2 separate regions of the Mus musculus genome follow, and region 2 is linked to region 1. Evidence: chromatin contacts called from public promoter capture Hi-C data. All regions are on one chromosome and are shown on one strand. Each heading gives the region's core, a stretch centred on a gene start, on an enhancer-like site or on the middle of the called end of the contact. The rest is flanking DNA. Distances are from core to core; before and after follow the strand shown. Region 1 holds the start of 9430038I01Rik (RIKEN cDNA 9430038I01 gene). Region 2 has its middle 11 kb from the start of Bnip3.

Region 1 (3,359 bases), core at 550-3,049:
ACACCCAGCTGGCCTTCCTCCTCAGTCGATGTCCCAAAAGCCATGCCCCCCAAAAGCCATTCTCCCACACCTTCATCAAAGAACCCCTTTAACTGCGTGTCCTTCTACTTCCTGTGTATCTCTCTGTCCATCTTCCTGCCTTCCTCCTTACTCTCTATGACGTTTTAATACTTCTATGTTCACTTCCTGTCACCTGTTGCTTGTTCTGCCTATTGACCATGGCTGACTTTGTTTTATCCTGTTTACAACAGTCAAGCTAAAAACGTTTGCATTTAAAGGTGTGTGCTAGGGCTGTTTTCCCAGTAAATAACAGAATCTGAGGGTTGAAGAGTGTGATCAAATATCCTGCAACAATTGAGGGTTCTTTTGTTTTGTTTTATTGGTAATTTTTTTTTTGTAACTCAACTGTGCAGGTACCTAGTGAGAACTCTAGAGGTTGTTGCAATGTCAGATGCCTTGCAGGCTCAGCTCCTGGGCAGCACTTGGCACAGCCAGCTTAGCCTACCCAAAGACTTCCACCTTCCCTTAAAGGAATGCTTAACTTCCCCTTGCCTTCTCCCCAGGTTTGGGGCAGGAAGTTAGGTGTCTTCTACAGACTAAGCACCTGGGCTTTCATAGTGCTCCATTTATAGGCTTGGCAGATATGGAACCGGTCTACAGAGACCTGTCTCTTAACCAACTATCAGACTATTCAAACAATGGATTCCAAAGAAATGGTAATTTCTCCAGGAATCTCACGCCAGCGTCCCAGAGCGGCGGCTTCGAGGGGGGGGGGGTAACTTGTCTCAAAGAAAGATTTCACACAGTTCTGTCAGACCCCTTCACAAGATGACACTGAAGGTGTGGGAGTGGTGGCTCACGCCTTTAATCCCAGCACTTGGGAGGCAGAAGCAGGTGAATTTCTGAGTTTGAGGCCAGGCTGGTCTACAGAGTGAATTCCAAGACAGCCAGGGCTACACGGAGAAAGACACTCCCCGCCCCCCCCCCCCCCAAAAAAAAGGACACTGAAGCCTAGACAATGCTAGCCAGACTATACTTTTTTTTTTTTTTTTTTTTTTTTTGGTTTTTCGAGACAGGGTTTCTCTGTGTAGCCCTGGATGACCTGGAACTCACTTTGTAGACCAGGTTGGCCTCGAACTCAGAAATCCGCCTGCCTCTGCCTCCCGAGTGCTGGGATTAAAGGCGTGCGCCACCACTCCCGGCTCAGACTATACTTTTGACACGGACTTCTTAGATATTCTTGGCTCTCTATTTCAATTTTAGTCTCACTTCGGGACTCCTGAGTCAGACTAGGAGTGATTTCCTCAATCGCTTTGTTCCTCTTCGACTAGGTGTTTTAAATCTTTTCCCGCTTTCCAATTTTAACTTGGCTCTTTCAGTTTGTTTATGAGGATAGATCGCCAGAGCGGACTTGTGGCGCAAGTTGTGATCCATGAACTCCATAACACTCAGAATACTACAGCTTAAGTCAAGGGAGCACATAGCTCCTCATCTTTGCGCAAGCGCAGCGGGAGGGGCGGGACTGTCCTCTGCCTAGCTCCACCCAGGCCCCGCCCCTGGCCCCGCCTCGGCAGCAGGCTTACGACGTCCAGCCCGCCGGTCATCCGGAAGGACCTCGCCCCGGGCGCCCGCGCGCCAGCTAGGACGCCACCTCCCTCTGCCCACGCCCTGCCCGGAGCTTACCGCGTCCCCTGCCGCTGGCAGCTCCTCCGTCCTCCGCCGTCTCCAGCGGCCCGACGCCAGGCTGTCCATGCGGCTTCACGTACCGCCTCTCAGGCCACTCGGAGGCGGGAACCACTCGACCACGTGTCTGGAGAAGCCAATGAGGAGGCGTGGGGCGTAGCCTAGACTCCACTGACTGCCCTCGCAGAGGGGCTGCAGGCAGGAGTAGCCGAAACCCGAATCTCCTACGGCCTGAAGTGCGGGTAATTCTTCCAGCAGCCACAGGTCGATGCCTCGCAAGCCCAAGCCGTGAGTGGCTTGTCGATTCTCGGTTCACAAAGTCAGTCCCAAAGGGCGTTTGTTTAGGATTTGCCACCCTTCGGCAACCCTTGGTCCGCGGGAGGCACGCCCTCCTCTCCTTCCTTGTGATTGGTTACTGAGTCCTGATAAGTAGATCCACGGACCAATCGGCACGCCTGAGGCTGCGCTGGGCGTTGTCTTTGGGAGTTGCAGTCTGACAGCTATCAGTTTTGCTCTATGGTACAAGAGAACTCGAATTCTCAACCTGGCCTAGTGGGCAGAGTCCTGCTGTGATTTTGCTGGCGGGTCGAGAGCATACACAGGAACACCGTGACCTGGGGCAGGGACAGCCACAGGCGTCGGGGATACGGAGTGGCTCTCGGCCTGGCTTTACGGAAAACTACACACTTGACTTCTCAGAAGCTATGCCAGGGTTCCTGCTGCAGCTTGAATAGGCTCTCCCTCTCCTCCCTCCCTCCAGGGCCCACCGCAAAGTTCTGAACTGTTCTCTACCAAAGCTCCCAGACCCCCATGCTTTATTGACGAATTAAATTAGAGCCAGTTCTTTGGCAGTGATTGTCTAGCAGTGGGCCTGTGAACTGGTTTGAACCAGTGGGAAGTAGAGAAGCTGCTTGGAGCAGAGACCGTAAGATCCCCTTTTCCAGTTCCAGTGTAGTGTTAGCTTCCTGGGACGATGGCAGCCTTCACATCACGAGGACAGCTAGTGGCAATGCTAGTGGGAAGTGAAGTTTAACACGAGATGGATTGTCGCAATCTCGTGTCACACACCCTTCCTACCTGGTGTATCTTTGGAATTATGAATCTATTGAATTTTTTAAAAGGCTTGGCAGTGTGTCTTGGTGTTGGAGTGCTTCCCTAGTGTGTTAACTGGGTGTTGTCTAGAGGAACCAAACAGGGTCTTAAAGACAGGAAGGTAGATGGAGGAAGGAGGATCAGAAATTCAAAAGTCAGAGGCTTGTGAAATGGCTCAGCGGGTAAGAGCACTGACTGTTCTTCCAAAGGTCCTGAGTTCAAATCCCAGCAACCACATGGTGGCTCACAACTACCCAAAATGAGATCTCATAATGAGAGCCGACACCCTCTTCTGGTGCGTCTGAAGACAGCTACAGTGGTACTTAATAAAATGAATAAATCTTTGGGCCAGAGCAAGCAGGGACTGAGCAAGCAGAGTTGACCTGAGCAAGTGGGGCAACCAGAGCAAGCAGAGGTCCTAAAAATTCAATTCCCAACCACCATATGGAGGCTCACAGCCAGCTGTACATGTACTCATATACATAAAATAAATAAATAAATCTTTAAAAAAAAGAAATTCAAAAGTCATCATCATAGTGAGGTGGAGGTTAGTCTGGGCTACTAGAAACTGTCTTAAAAACAAA
Region 2 (3,441 bases), core at 71-2,570, 1.5 Mb after region 1:
AAGACCGTTGGGGACAGAGAGCAGCTGTGTATTGCGTGGGATGATACCATTTTTTATTACGTCCCACAACACATAAGCAATACACATATGTGATGTGCGTACATGCATACAGGCAAAACACCCATGTGCACATAAAATAAAACTTTTTAAGGAAGGGGGCCCTGGAGAAATGGCTCAGCAATTTAAAAACTTGCTGCTCTTACTGAGGACTCCAGTTTGGTTCCCAGGACCAGATCAGATAGATCATAAATCACCTACAACTCTAATCCAAGAGGACCCTGCACCCATATGGCACACGCTTACATAGACATAGACACACCAAAAAGTGATTTAAAAATAATAAAAAGGGCTGGTGAGATGGCTCAGTGGGTTAGAGCACCCGACTGCTCCAGAGTTCAAATCCCAGCAACCACATGGTGGCTCACAACCATCCGTAACGAGATCTGACTCCCTCTTCTGGAGTGTCTGAAGACAGCTACAATGTACTTACATATAATAAATAAATAAATCTTTTAAAAATAAATAAATAAATAAATAAATAAATAATAAAACTAACCTTCACAGTAGCCCTCTCTGATAAACAGTGCACTTTTCCTGTATAAAGAGCCAGAATAATACTGAGGGTTTGCATGGCCACACTGGCCATGGCCTAATAATTACATAGTGAGGACCCAAGCAAAAAGAAGATAGGGTGTATGAGCCAAAGGTGGCAGAAGTGACAAATGTGACTTTGACCCAGCTGGGAGAAGTCCCGGGGCATTGGGGAGAAGGGGTTATAAAGAGGATGTTTATTTCTCTGTAGTGAAATAAACCAGAGGTGGGAACCTGAAATGAATTCAGCCCCTGCTGGCTGTTAGCAGGAGTTCTGCCTCTGATGTGGAGGTAGGAAGGGCAGTTCAGCTCCAAGGAGCCCTCTGAGTGGCTTCCGCCTTGCCTTTCTGGCAGGAGCCTCCTGCATCAGGCTGTACTGACCACTCTGTTCTGCCTCCTTCCCTCCTCTAGGAAAACACCCACTTTTCCAGGAATTCACAGTGACGCCTATGCCACGCCAAGTTATTTTTAGAAACTGGCGTGATGAAATCTTCAGAATTGTAAACAACATGCACACGCTTTAGGTCCCAAGTGTACTTGTGCAGCGTCCCAGTTGGCTGCAAAGTGAGATCCCCGGGGAAGGAAAGCAGCGTGTACTTTGATAAAAGCCTGAACTGTACTCGCCAGAGAACGTTCAAAACAGGAAGCAGCTCAGGCTCCGAGAGTCAGGCACAGCCGAGCTGGGGCTGGACAGTATCCCCAAGGACCGTCAGGGTGCGCTGGGCTGTGGCCGCCGCTGTTGTTTGTCCTTGGTCGGTCGGTGAGGCAATAGCTCCAGGCCTGCTTCACAGAGATTGCAGAAGTGGAGTAACAGGTCAGGTGGCCTGAGACCAACATGCCAACAACTGTCTCAGGACGAAACGTGCCCAACAGCACTCTGTCGTGTAGCCTCTCAGGGCACACGCCCATACCCATGCCCGTAGCCATATCGCCACTTGGTGGTCCTGGCGCGAGGAAATGGGAGGAGACTATCTTAAGGAAGAAAGGGCTTTTATAGGGAGGAAAGGTAGATACAAGGTGGCTGTGAGCCAGAAGATGGCACTAGGCAGTCGCCAGCCCCAGTGAAAGTGTCTCTTTTTTCCTCTTTCTGGAACATTTCAATTGACCTTGATCTCTTGAGGCAAGTTTCTGTCATTCCTTTTTACGTTTGTTTGTCTGCTTGCTTGATTTCTTGTCTCACTTTTTTTGTTTGTTTGTGACAGTATTAATATATAACCCAGTTGATCTTGAACTTGCAATCAGTCTTCTTGCTTCAGCTTCCAGAGTGCCAGGATCACAGTCATGTCTCACCGTGCCGGCTCAGGAAGAATTGCCTTTTTGTTTGTTTGTTTGTTTGTTTGTTTGTTTGTTTGAAATAGGACAGGAGCTCTTGTATCCCAAAATGGTCACGAATTCACAACGTAGTGGAGGATGACTTTGAACTTCTGATGCTCCTACCTCTACCTACTGAGTACTGGGATCAGAGTGTGACCACACCCAGTACATGGGGTGCTAGGGCATCAAACCAGGGCTTTGTTGATGCTTGGTTACTACACTCTACCACACTCCTAGCCCTGTCATATGCTTATTTTACAAAGACAAACTTTTCAGTTTTGTAGAAAGAGTAAGCATCAAGGAGAAAGATTTTCCAAATGCCCCTGACCACCCCCTACACACACACACATACACACACACATGCACATACACACACATACACACACATGTACACATACACACACATACATACACACACATAAATACACATACACACACATAAATACACACATACATACACACACATGTACACATACACACACATACAAACACATACACACACACATACACATACATACACACATACATATACACATACACACACACACACACACACACACACACACACACACACACACACACGTACACACGAGTTCCTCTATCAGGATCCTCACCAGAGCGTTTTTCTTTGTTAAACCACACAACTATGGAGTCACCAGTGGACCTGTGGTCCATGTTGCTTTTGCTGCCTGCTCTCTGGACCTGACTCATGCAGAATGGATTACCGTGTTAAGTCCCTGCCCTCTGTCTCAACATCCCACCCCCTGGTAACACCACTTTTTTTTTTTTCCTTTCTCTACAGACTTATCTTTTCCAGAATGGCACCGATAGGAGCCTACAGCATAACTTTTTCAGTCTGGCTTCTCTCAGTATTTGTTTTGTTTGTTTGTTTGTTTATGTTAGAAAGGGTCTCACTATGTAGCCCCGCCTAGTTTGCAACTCATGTAGATCCGGTTGGCCTTGAACTCACAAAGATTGGCCTGTCACCACTTCCTTGGTGCTGGAATTAAAGGTGTGTGCCATCATGCTCAGCCTAGACATGTATTCTCTGTTTTATATTCAAGATTTTTTTTCATGGGTATGGGTAAGTGTTATGCCTACATGCATGTCCATCTGTACCTCAGATGCATGAAGTGGACATGGAAGAGGACGCCGGAGGACGCCCTGGATCTTCATCAGATCCCCTGGAACTGAAGTTACAGAGTTGTGAGCTGACATGTGGGTACGGGGAACTGAACTCGGGTGTTTTCCAGTAATATTGTTCCATGTCTTTTCCTGGCTTGGCAGCTCATAATTGAACACGCTTCCATTGTCTGGGTGCAACAGGATGTATACTCCTTCGCCTCCTGAAGGATACCTCAGCGCTTCCAAGCTTTGGCTGTTACCGCCACGGCCTCCATGAATATGAGTGTGCAGGTTCTGGCGATGCGGACTCTAGTCTTCCTCACACAACCCTCCTCTGAACTCTCCCACATCTGTCCTGCTCAGCTACTACCCAGTCTTGCCCCAGTCTCCTGGCAGGACTCTCCCTGCCCA

What was found. Promoter capture Hi-C pulls out the DNA fragments that hold promoters and counts their contacts.
Region 2: a contact with region 1 is called in a promoter capture Hi-C map of pre-B cells, with 10 times the contacts expected there. The contact joins the enhancer-like site here to the promoter of 9430038I01Rik in region 1. A contact is called at or near these places in 3 of 39 promoter capture datasets (hippocampal neurons, liver and pre-B cells), 1 of 15 datasets of contacts at CTCF or cohesin (large pre-B cells), 1 of 484 Hi-C or Micro-C datasets (pre-pro-B cells), 4 of 115 datasets of contacts at active chromatin or transcription factors (the 230-238 cell line, large pre-B cells and pro-B cells) and 2 of 9 other capture datasets (embryonic stem cells and liver).

Annotation. Positions count from the first base shown.
Region 1 is chr7:137,408,957-137,412,315 of GRCm38.p6, forward strand. 9430038I01Rik (RIKEN cDNA 9430038I01 gene) reads right to left here and starts at 1,800. Exons shown (of 4, transcript NM_029886.2): 1 at 1,684-1,800. The coding sequence starts at 1,752.
Region 2 is chr7:138,918,376-138,921,816 of GRCm38.p6, forward strand. No RefSeq gene overlaps it. Among named protein-coding and RNA genes, the nearest start is that of Bnip3, 11 kb to the left of the region's middle. Within about 2 kb of position 1,321, at least 284 of the 459 cell types and tissues checked have an H3K27ac peak or open chromatin away from gene starts, as enhancers often do. A contact at or near this core is called in the 230-238 cell line, embryonic stem cells, liver and 3 more, where this site is marked.